Linked DNA regions of Sus scrofa: region 2 is linked to region 1. Evidence: chromatin contacts called from public HiChIP or PLAC-seq data. All regions are on one chromosome and are shown on one strand. The core of a region is the stretch at or near the end of the contact, and the rest is flanking DNA. Distances in the headings are between cores, read along the strand shown.

What was found. HiChIP or PLAC-seq counts read pairs in DNA pulled down with a chosen protein or histone mark.
Region 2: an H3K27ac HiChIP or PLAC-seq map of alveolar macrophages shows a contact between it and region 1. The contact joins the enhancer-like site here to the promoter of TOR3A in region 1. A contact is called at or near these places in 1 of 5 promoter capture datasets (liver), 7 of 47 Hi-C or Micro-C datasets (embryonic fibroblasts, heart right ventricle, liver and 1 more) and 2 of 2 datasets of contacts at active chromatin or transcription factors (alveolar macrophages and skeletal muscle).

What each region holds. Positions count from the first base shown.
Region 1 is chr9:120,858,087-120,863,896 of Sscrofa11.1, forward strand. TOR3A (torsin-3A) reads left to right here and starts at 1,748. Exons shown (of 6, transcript XM_003130340.5): 1 at 1,748-2,355; 2 at 3,295-3,408; 3 at 4,424-4,689. The coding sequence starts at 1,863.
Region 2 is chr9:120,905,604-120,911,655 of Sscrofa11.1, forward strand. It overlaps ABL2 (Abelson tyrosine-protein kinase 2), which reads right to left. Exons shown (of 13, transcript XM_003482731.4): 5 at 3,325-3,597; 6 at 1,968-2,052; 7 at 599-776. Among named protein-coding and RNA genes, the nearest start is that of TOR3A, 49 kb to the left of the region's middle. Within about 2 kb of position 3,143, at least 4 of the 83 cell types and tissues checked have an H3K27ac peak or open chromatin away from gene starts, as enhancers often do. A contact at or near this core is called in alveolar macrophages, where this site is marked.

The sequences.
Region 1 (5,810 bases), core at 498-2,997:
GCACCCCTATGAAGTGACTTTTATCTCCATTTTATAGGTGGAGAAACGGAGGCAAATGACAGTTACTTAACACCCAAGGCGACACATAAAAAGTAGTAGGGGCCATTCGGTTACTCACTATACTAGACTGCCATTCATGCTCAAACAACATTTACTGAATGAGTTAATAGTTTCAATTTCCAAATAAGCGTAATTGTGTGTTCCTTGTTAACTGTCCTTTGAAGGGTTTCATGAGTGTCATTGCATATAACACAGCACTGGTGTGGTGGCCTCTGCTCTATGGAAGGTTTGGGTTCAATTCGGCCATTATTCGGAACGGCTAAGACACGATATAAGGTTACTTTTCTTTTTTTTTTTTTTGTCTTTTGTTGTTGTTGTTGTTGCTATTTCTTGGGCCGCTCCCGTGGCATATGGAGGTTCCCAGGCTAGGGGTTGAATCAGAGCTGTAGCCACCGGCCTACGCCAGAGCCACAGCAATGCAGGATCCGAGCCGCGTCTGCAACCTACACCACAGCTCACGGCAACGCCGGATCGTTAACCCACTGAGCAAGGGCAGGAATCGAACCCGCAACCTCATGGTTCCTAGTCGGATTCGTTAACCACTGCACCACGACGGGAACTCCTAATGTTACTTTTCAATTTAACTGTCGGTATTCTCACACAGGTGCTTATCTGCTCTCTATAGCTGTTTGAATGCAAGGCAGGAGCACATTTGGTGAGCTCTTGAGGATGGAGCAGACCTGGCCGGCACTGAGTGTAATCTAAGAGACTGGAGGAGTTCCCATCGTGGCTCAGTGGTTAACGAACCAGACTAGGAATCATGAGGTTGCGGGTTCCTGGCCTCACTCAGTGGGTGAAGGATCTGGCGTTGCGTGAGCTGTGGTGTAGGTCGCAGATGCGGCTCAGATCCTGCGTTGCTGTGGCTCTGGCATAGGCCAGTGGCTACAGCTCCGATTAGACCCCTAGCCTGGGAATCTCCATGTACCACAGGTGCGGCCCTAGAAAAGACAAAAAAAAAAAAAAAAAAAAAAAATACTGGAATGAACATACAAATCAATTTGGCTGTGACATTTGTGAGATGTGATGTGGTGCTAGGAGAGCCCAGCCTCAAGGCCACTGAACCTATGAAATTAGTCAAGTCTCAGGATTTCTAGACAGAAGTTTCTTCCTAGGACAAGGTGGTGCTTAGGCCAGTGGCTTCAGGTGATCTTGAAAAATGCATTAAGCTCTTCAGAAATCTCGCAATCTCCTTACATGTTATGGAGAAGGGAGTCCCTGGAAAAAGGCCCTCAGGTCTTGCCAGTGGTATCTGAGAAGGTGCTCACCCTCATAAGCACTTCAACGCTGCAAACTTAGCCAAGGAAGTGCACCCAGTACTCAGCTAACTTGTTTTTAAAGGGCTATGGTTACACTGACATGAAACCTTGGGAGTTTCCCATGATTCTGGGCGTTTCTAAAACCCAAATACCTCCAGACTGCAGCCCACCAGCTTCCTCTTGCTTTTGGTAGACTCCCAGCTGTAGCAGAAACCCGCTGATCATTTGCTTCTCTCATTTCCCTTTGTAGAGGAGCCAGGCCCAGGGCCGACTTCCCCAGCAACTCAAGCTCCAGGGTGAGATGGTTGCCTAGTTTCTACTAACAGGTTGACCGGAAGATGATCTGCGGCCAAGGAAACAAGGCAAAATGGGTGCCCTAATTTGGTGGGCTTCAGATGGGCCACCAGAGACCCCGAAACCAACGGGTGATTGACAGTGGCCATCTCAAGGCCTGACTTCGACTTCTTCGCAACCACAGTCGTCCAGATAGACTGCTGCCTGGCAGCGAGACCCCGCTGGGTGGCGGAACCCACAGTCGGCCTCTGGATGCCCTCCCGGGCTCCAGTCGGTTTCGGTTCCCGGCGGACGCCAGGTTCGCCCTGGGTCACGTGGGGGCGAGTTCAGCTGCCTGCGGTTCCCAGGGCAACGCCAATCCCCAGCCAATCAGGGCCTCGGAAGTGCCGGCGCCCGCCCGCCAGCCCGGGGCTCCAAAGGGCCGAGAGGGCCGGGCGGCGGAGGGGAGCGGTAGCAGGGCTGGCCATGCTTTGCGGCCGGCGGCATCCGTTCTGCCTCTGGCTCTGGCTCCTGCTGCTTCTACTGCTGCCGCCGCCCCCGGGCGCGCGGGGACACGGCGACCACGCGAGGTCGAGGGACGAGGCGGCAGAGGCGGACTCGGGTCGGGCCTGGAAGGCCTTCCAGCGCTTGCGGGAGCATCTGAGGGCGGCCGGCGCCCTCTCCAGACGCTACTGGGCCCTCTTCAGCTGCCGCCTGTGGCCCGAGGCCTGTGGGAAGGATGAGGAAGCGCCCGCGCGGCCCCTGGGTAAGACTCGCTGGCTCAGGAAGGCGGGGGCGCGCGGGCAGAAGCGCGGGGCACAGTGCTTCGGGGTGCAGTTCGGAGCCTCGCGCCGGCCCTAGGACGCAGGCCGGCGCCTTAGCCTGCGGCGCTGCTGTTCCGGCCAGACTGAGGGCCCGGCAGCATCATTCCAAATTGCTGCTCTTGCCCACCTTCTCCATGGCTTTAAGGAAAGTTCCTGGTTGGAGACACCCTTCAAGTACCTCCCCCTCCTCCTCCTCTGCTGCTTATGGAGCCGGGGCCTGGGTTATGAGTCCGCCGCACCGAGTTCTGATTTCTGTCTCTGACAAATGGTGTGGCAGTGTTGTCACATCACTGTCGTGGACTCGGTGATCTCTGAGGCGCCTTTGCAATCGATGTCGTTAATTCTAGGTCCTGGAATAGGAATGCTGTAATGGTCCCCCTGCTAGAAATATCTTTCATTTAAATTCAAAGCCTTCTAAATTCCAAGTGAATGGTTTTTGTATAGTCTTTTGTTTTAGTCTTTGTGTTTGGTTTTTGTTACTGATGGGTATATTCAAACTGACATTTGATAAAAGTATTGAGACACTTGGGGTTGGCCATAATCAGATGATTCTGGAATCCAAAGCAAGTAGGAAGAAGGATAATCACCAGTTACTGTCTGTCTCCCTGCCGGACCAGCAGGGCCTGGGTTTCTTACATTCTGGACAAAGTGCTTAAGGCTGATTTGTTGGGTAAATTGAGCTTTTGCTGCAGCTAGAGCTGCATCTGTAGTGTAGCAAGGCCATCCACCCACTTCCTCAGAGCTGGAGGCGCCCAGTCTTGCACCCTCCCTGCTGAGGCACTGCTCAGGAGAACAGAAGAGCCTGGTTGGTGGTAGGGAGGCAGTGTTCCCTCTCCTCAACTCTGGGCACCGCCCCTGTCTCACAGCTCCTCCTTTTCCAGGCTGGAGTCTTCCCCTGCTGGGCCAGCAGTACCTGGATATCCTGACCACGTGGTACTGCAGCTTCCAGGACTGCTGTGACAGTGGGGACTGTAGGATCATCAACAACTTCACAGGTAGGACCTTACAGCCCTAAGGGCCAGGAATCTTCAGGGAGGGGAAGCAATTCAGGGAAATGTCAGGGTGAAGGGCGCCCACCTCTTTCTGCCCACAGCTGGCAGCCTCCCTGTCTCCACCATGGCTCCCAGAGGCCATGATCCAAACCCTGCAACCTCACAGCTGAGAGGAAGGAAGGCCTAGCAGAGGGCTTTGTACACACTAGCTGCCTTCAGCAGGTGTTTGCTGGATTGAATTGAAATGGTAAAATGAGGGAGTTACCGTTGTGGCGCAGCGGAAACGAATCCTACTGTGAACCATGAGGTTGCGGATTCGATCCCTTGTCTTGCTCAGTGAGTTAAGGATCAAGCATCGCATGAGCTGTGGTGTAGGTCTCAGATGCAACTCAGATCTGGTGTGGCTGTGACTGTGGCGTAGGTTGGCAGCTACACCTCCAATTAGACCCCTAGCCTGAGAACCTCCATATGCCGCAGGTGTGGCCCTCAGAAAAACAAAAGACCAAAAGAAAAAGAAAATTATAAAATGAGGAGTTCCCGTCGTGGCTCAGCAGTTAACGAATCTGATTAGGAACCATGAGGTTGCGGGTTCAATCCCTGGCCTTGCTCAGTGGGTTAAGGATCTGGCATTGCCCTGAGCTATGGTGTAGGTCGCAGACGTGGCTCAATCCCACGTTGCTGTGGTGCTGGCATAGGCCAGTGGCTACAGCTCGGATCGGACCCCTAGCCTGGGAACCTCCATATGCCGCAGGTGCGGCCCTAAAAAGACAAAAAGGGGCGGAGCAGTGATTCCATTCTCTCCCTTATGTCAGTCTTGATTTCTCAAACTCTTTAGCAAATAGCCCTGAATCTCTTCCATTGCAAGGTCTGCCTGGTGGCTTCTTGTATGGAGGCCACCAAACAGGATGGCTTTCACCTCAGAGATAGATGTTCACTGCTCCGTCTCTTGGCCATCGCGGAGCCTGGAGGGGACAGTGCCTGTGGGCCCTTCTCACAATGGCCTCGTTCCCACCCCTAGGCCTAGAGGCCGACCTGCGCGTGCGACTGCACGGTCAGCACCTGGCCCGGGAGCTGGTCTTGGCGGCAGTAAGGGGCTACCTAGAGCTGCCCCAGCCAGACAAGGCCCTGGCTCTGTCGTTCCATGGCTCGTCTGGCACAGGCAAGAACTTCATGGCTCGGCTGCTGGCGGAGAACCTGTTCCGGGATGGGCTGAGGAGCAACTGCGTCCAGGTGTTCATAGCCACGCTGCACTTCCCTCACCCCAAGTATGTGGACCAGTACAAGGTGAGGCCGGCTGCCTGGGCTGGGCCTCACACAGGCTTGTGCAGCCCCGGGCCCAGGCCTCTGGGCAGGAAGGCGGCCCAGGCCAGCCGTGGGTGTGGGGAGGAGGAGGGACCTGTAACCCGCAGAGGCATCCGCGACACCCAGATGAGGCCATGGACGTGTGGAGGAAAGCACAGGTCCCAAACTGCCGGGCTGTGTCCTTGCCGGCTGCACAGGGGGGGCCAGACACAAGCTGGACCAGAGGATCCGTGTGTTCATTTTTCTTTTTTTTTTAATCTATATATAATGATTCTTATTTTTTTCCATTATAGCTGGTTTACAGTGTTCTGTCAATTCTCTGCCGTACAGCAGGTGACCCAGTCACACATACATGTATAGATTCTTTTTTCTCCCATTATCCGGCTCCGTCATAGGGGACTAGACATAGTTCCCAGGATCTCATTGCTAATCTGTTCCAAAGGCAATAGTCTGCATCCATCAACCCCAGATTCCCAGTCCACGCTCTTCTGGGTTTCGTTCAATCAGACATGTAGCCAGACGATGACCAAGCCCCACTGCAGCATGACAGAGGTGACAGAGTCTGTCTTTGGCCTTCCGCTCCAATATTTGGAGTGTGTTAACTTGGGAAGATTATGTAAGCCTTTGAGGGCAGACTGCCCGAGTCACCTGGCAGTTCTGGTGTGGCCTTGGAGGTCAGGGGCAGCCAAATGCTCCTAAGGGCAGGCAGCTGGTCAGACAGGCCTCCTCCGAGAGAACAGCCTGGCTTTGCAGTAAAGCTGCTGTGAAGCTCAGCTTCCCCACTCGGAAGACCGACATGTACACACTCTCCCACCCTCCGCACATCCTCTCACACACACTCAGGGGGCAGGGGCTGAGGTCAGAATCCAGGTGGCAGGAGCTGGCTCTGATCTCTGGGGGAACCCTGCCAAGCAGCCTCTTTTCAGTCGAGGGCTTACTGTCCTGCCTGGGATGGGGAACTCCAGTTTGGCATTAGCTGGGTCCCAGACAAGTCCTCCCCAGCCTAGCCTGGCGCCCATGGGTGTTCTCCTCCTGGGAATTCAAGACGGGACTGGCCGCCTCCGGGCACTCCGGCCTGTCTCTGCTTGTCACCCCGTGTGAGA
Region 2 (6,052 bases), core at 1,893-4,392, 49 kb after region 1:
AAAGAGAACTCTAAAATGTGATTCCATACAGGTGGTTGTAGAAAAAGATCATGAATGCTCTATTATCAGTTCCCTTACAGTTTGATAAGTGCTGACAGATATGGTAGTATTTTATGAAAATTACTAAGATGGTAGAAAGCCACTAATTATACATCACTTGTAGAATCCCCATCAAGAGGGAGTTATGTGATGCCAGAATAAAGCAGGCTTCAGAAAAGGGGTTCCTATTCACAAATACTTGGGATAGGCTTCAGAAGTGAGCAACAGATGCTCTTCTACACAGCTGTAAGTTCATTACTAGGACAGAAAGCTATTTTTAAAATTAAGCCACTAGATGGGGCAAAAGGATCTTGGATATAGTCCTGGGCAAAGTAAAGAGCTTTCTCTTCTGAGAATAACAAAGGCCTCGCATTAATACTTTAATCAGAGAACAGGAGGGTTTATAAATTGGCAATGTCATTACAATGGTGCCTGTAAAAGAGAAAATTCCTGAGTCATCTGAAAATTTTTGCTAAAATTCTCACATTCTTTCTTTTATTTGCATGTCAATCAAGAGAGCTTCATGGTTAATCATAAGCAATAACCAGGTTTTACACACCTATGGATGAAATTCTTCTTTTCTAAATACTCCATTGCAGAAGAAATCTGAGTGGCCATGTAAAGCAGTACAACTGCAGTTACCTCTTCTCGGTTGCATTCTCGGAGATAATCAAGCAGGTTCCCATAAGGCATGTACTCAGTCACAATGTAAAATGGTGGCTCCAAAGTACATACACCTGATAGTTCAAATACAGCTTGTTTTATTAGTATATATTCACACACTGCAAACCACTTTGGCAAGAAAAACTGACAATTTTTTAATGGCTACATCCATGGCATATAGAAGTTCCTGGACCAGGGACTGAATCTGCACCACAGCTGCAGCAACTCTAGATCCTTTAACCCACTGCGCAATGCCAGGAGCAGACTCTCACCTCCTCGGTGACCTGAGCTGCTGCAATCAGATTCCTAACCCACTGTGCCACAGCAGGAACTTCAAGAATAATTGACAATTTTTAAAGTCTAGTTCAGCAGTAATCTTTTCCCGTCTTGCCATCATATTCCCTAAAAATGATATAAGCTAGTTGATAAGGGACTCTGTTCTCATTCTATCATTCTCTGGAAATTCATATCCATTTTGAGTAAGTGCCTATTTGGCAAAAGCAGAGTTGCTTGTTCTAATTCCACACGGGGTCAGGACTACCAACACATCTAGAGTTCTGTACATGCCTACATAATCCCCATCCTCAACTGCATGCTGCCCATGTTTACCTAAAAGTAACAGCAACTGTGCATGTGGTAAAGCCTGTATGTGAGCCCGGTCTGTAATAATACTTTGTAAAAAGATTCTGACTATTTCCACAATCAAGGATTCCACTAACACATGGCAGATAACTTATCAAGAACCAAAAGAATCTATTTCCTTTGGGATGGTTTGGCTCAATTTGAACATCCAAAGAAACTGACCCTATTTTTTAAAAAGCAATGGTTTTAGTCAACGGTTTTTCTGTGACCCAAACACGTAAGATAGCAGTCTATTGATGGCACTTTCTGCTTGTAAAGGCAAACTGATGGATGGTCACAATTTTTAATCTGTTTATTTTCAGCAGTCCTTTGCTTAGTATCTCTTTATTTTGTAAAACTATTTTGTGACCGTTTTTGGTTTAGTATCACTTGGAATGATTTTGAACTTTGGATCCAGGGCAATTACCACAGGCTGTGCAGTTTCATATATACTGCAATCAATCCAGGTTACTGCTTCTTGGGTAATTTTTAAATACAGAGACTGCTGATTAAAGTCATTTAAAGAAGTAGATTTGTACTGGGAGCTTCCACCCACAGTGATTCAAAAGAAGGATTTGGAGTTAATAGGGGGTTGGGGGACAAGCATCTTTGAGGAAAGTTATGGTTCAGGAAAGCTCCCTTACCTAATAGTTGTACCAGATTAGGATGCTTGATTTCTTTCATCACTGCAGCTTCTTTTAGGAATTCCTCCACCTCCATAGTATCCTCCTAGAAAGGTGGAAAGATAAGAAAGAAAAAGAGGGCAGGGACAAGCCCCCATCTTAATCATTTGAGTCAACTCACAATCCTAAAATTTCAGAAAAGGGAATATCTTTTGACTATTTCAGCATTTACTTCAGGAAGTTTTATCACAACATAATATCCTCCAAGAAAAATGTCTACTTAAATTTATTCATTATTTTAAACTATACAAAATTTTGTGGGGTGGAGTAAAATTCATCAATCATGTCCTATCACAACTGAAAGGTACAGAACAGTCAGCTGTCTTCCTAACAAATTCCTTAAGGAGCAAGGCATGTTTGCAAGACTATGAATATTGTTTCACACACTCAGAAAAAGCACTCAATAAATACTTGCTAAAAAAACAAAAACAGACTACTATTGATAGGTGAAGAGCAGTCCTTACAAGTGACATGACAAAGCTATTGAGGCATATGAAAGAATCTTGAGAGAATGGAGTGAGTGACAAAATGTATAATTTGATACCAGGATGCTTAAAGGAGAGAAAGGGTAGCATCAGGAAAAAGATATCTGTGAACATTAAGAACAAGAAGTGGTCGGAGTTCCCGTGGTGGCTCAGCGGTTAATGAACCTGACTAGGTACCTATAAGGACGCGGCTCGTGATCCCTGGCCTCGCTCAATGGGTTAAGGATCCAGCATTGCCATGAGCTGTGGTGTAGGTTGCAGACGAAGCTCGGATCCCGCGTTGCTGTGGCGTAGGCCGGTGGCTTCAGCTCTGACTGGACCCCTAGCCTGGGAACTTCCATATGCCGCAGGTGCAGCCCTGAAGAGACAAAAAAATAAGAACAACAACAAAAAAACAACAACCAAGAAGTGGTCTAATCTCAGGGATAAGGGAGGAAATAGCAGCAGAGAGAAAAAGGACAGAATAAGAAAGAGAGAACCCATCATTCTCTCACAGTGCATGAAGAATTGTGTCCAGCAGGGGTTGTTCTGAGGAAGTAAAACAGTTTGTTCTGTTTTTACAACTTACAACATGCATCTAACCTCCCACTAAGATCTACATCAACAGCCTCCAGAGACAAACCTTCTCCATCTGTGGGTTTCACTGCATTGCAGTGAATAAGTTGCCCCCGCATTGTCAGCAACAGCACCCGTGGTTAATCATCACAGTTTGCTGATGTGCTTGGCACCCGTGGGTGGAAAGCCCCGAAGTTAAAGAAAGGCATGCTGCTATTTCCAAGTGATTCAGCACACAAGAAAAAGATGCCTGAGAACTGTAATTCTCAGCAACCCACCTTCAGCGTTTTCACAGCAACAGTAAGGCTGTATTTCTTCCAGACGCCAACGTAAACCTCTCCATACTGACCACCCCCAAGTTTGTGCTTCATGGTAATATCTGTTCGTTCCATTTCCCATTTGTCATGGATGGGGGACACACCATACACGGTAGGCTTATTACACTTGGGTGCTGGGTAGTGTAGTGTTGTCACGAGCCCATCAGCCACTGTTGAGTGATGGTGAACAAGCTCGGCCAAGGTGCTAAAGCGGCTCTCAGCAGTTACATACACCTGATGAGGAGAATAGAGAAAAGCTACACCAACCAAAAAGGAGTCATTATTTCACGGATCTCAAGATAAGATGATAAGGCATTATCTTCTTGAGGTAAATTTAGGAATTAAACCATGATGGCAAAGGGGAAACAGAACTCCAGTTTAATCTCATTTAAACCACTCTTCCTATGATTCCTAAAGTAGTTCTAGTCTTGAGGGTGGGCAGGGGGAGTGAAGCCTCCAAAACCTCTCTCTTGATCATCAAGATCACTGGTCTTCAAATATTTTTAAGCAAAAAAAGGACTAAAAAACCTGAATATATAAGATAAAAGAAGAGACGCATTGATTAAAATAGCTAAGAGGGGACTGGCTTCCTATAAAAGTTTATGAAATACCACCTCAGAATCTGGCTTAGAACATAATTTGAAAACCATCGATTTCCTTTTTTTTTTTTTTTTTTTTGATAGTGCAAGGGCATTCAAACATTTTCTCATTTTTATTTCATTAAGATACGCTTTTGCGTGTCTAGGTCATTTAAAAAGAAAAGGCCACAATTTTATCTCAGAGAGTTGCTAACAAAACAGTTAATTTATGATAGGCAGTAAGAAGTATAAAATTAAATAGCAAGCACCCGTTGGGCCTTATCTCCTAAGTGAGTTTATTTTTTCACAAAAGGAACTTCTAGTATATACAGAAGAGTGTACAATAAACAGAGAATTGATGATTTTTTATTAAGTGAACTTACCCAAGTAAAAACAGCTCCCACACAGAGGATTATAGTACTACCAGCACCCCAGAAGGCTCTCTTGTGCCCTCCCCCCTGCTATTTACCCCATGTGCTGACTTCTAACACCTTAGATTAGCTCTGTCTGCTTGTGAACCCCACCTATACAAATGATATGGTTTGTAGAGGTATGCTACACAATCAGAAAAAACTATGACCCACCAACTGCCTGCTTTTGTTAATAAAACTTTATTGGGATACAGACACACTCATTTGTTAATGCATTGTCTGTGGCTGCTTTCTCATTATTGCAGTTCATCTGAGTAATGACAGAGAAGGTATGGCTATGAGCCTCAAGTATTTACTGTCTGGCCCTCTAGAAAAACTTGCTGACCCCTGCCAAAGGTGAATCTATGGAAGGGGTTAGTGATTGTCAGGGGATGAGGGGAGGGTGAATTACTGCTAATGGGTATAGGTTTCTTTGTGGGCTCATTAAAATGTTCTGCAGTTAGACAGTGGTAGTAGTTGGACAACCAGTGAATATGTTAAAAACCACTGAATTGTCCACTTGAAATTGTGAATTTTGTGGTATGATATATGAACTTTATCACAATTTTAAACAGTTGAGTGAGGAGTTCCTGTCATGGCACAACATAAATGAATCCAACTAGGAACCATGAGGTTTCGCGTTCTATCCCTGGCCTCACTCAGTGGGTTAAGGATCCGGCATTGCTGTGAGCTATGGGGTATGTCACAGACGCACCTCTAATCTGTTTTGCTGTGGCGAAGGCCAACAGCTATAGCTCTGATTGGACCCCTAGTCTGGGAACCTTCATAAGCCGCAGATGCAGCCCTAAAAAGAAAAATAAATTAATACATAATAAAAAGTTGAGTTAAAGAAAGCTGACACAAAACAATACCTATGGTGTGACTCCATTTGTTGCTGTCTCTGACGCCATTTTGTGAATATACCACAATTTATTAGTTCATTCTACTGCTGTTGACAGCTGGGTACTTCTAGTTTCTGGCCACTACAAACAGTACTGATATGAATATTGTACTTTTTTTGGCCACAACTGCAGCATGTGGAAGTTCCCAGGCCGCGTATCAAACCCACACCATAGCAGTGACCCGAACCATAGCAGTAACAATGCTGGATCCTTAACCACTAGGCCACCAGGGAACTCCTGATATAACATTCTCATACTTGTCTTCTGTACACATAAGCACTTGTTTCTATTGGGTGTACAACCAGAAGTCGATCTGCTGAGTCTCTTACACATCATCACTTATCTGATTCTATTTGGTTTCATCACAAGACAACATGTCTGTAAGGTGATGCAAAAGAAAAAGAAAATTAATAATTTACCATTTCCTACTTTTCATCAGCCATTATGTTTTACGGAAATTATCTCACTTGATCCTCACAAGAATCCAATAAAATGGGATGGGAAGCCAAGGCCTAAGTAAGGTCACAATGTTAATAAATGATGGAGTTACCCAGCACACCGAATTTAATTGCTCTAGAGCCTGTGCTTTTCCCCTACTACACACATCACCAAGAGGGAAAGAATGGAAGAATGGATTCAATCTACATTTACTGTTCAAAAGAACTGACATGAGCCTGTGCTTTACCAATTACAAAGTAAAACAGTTCTATTCTTATACAGCCATTCTTATAATGGCTAGTCTTTCCAACATGTAAACTGCTAGGTGACTAAATGATCTATATATTTGAACATACATTTA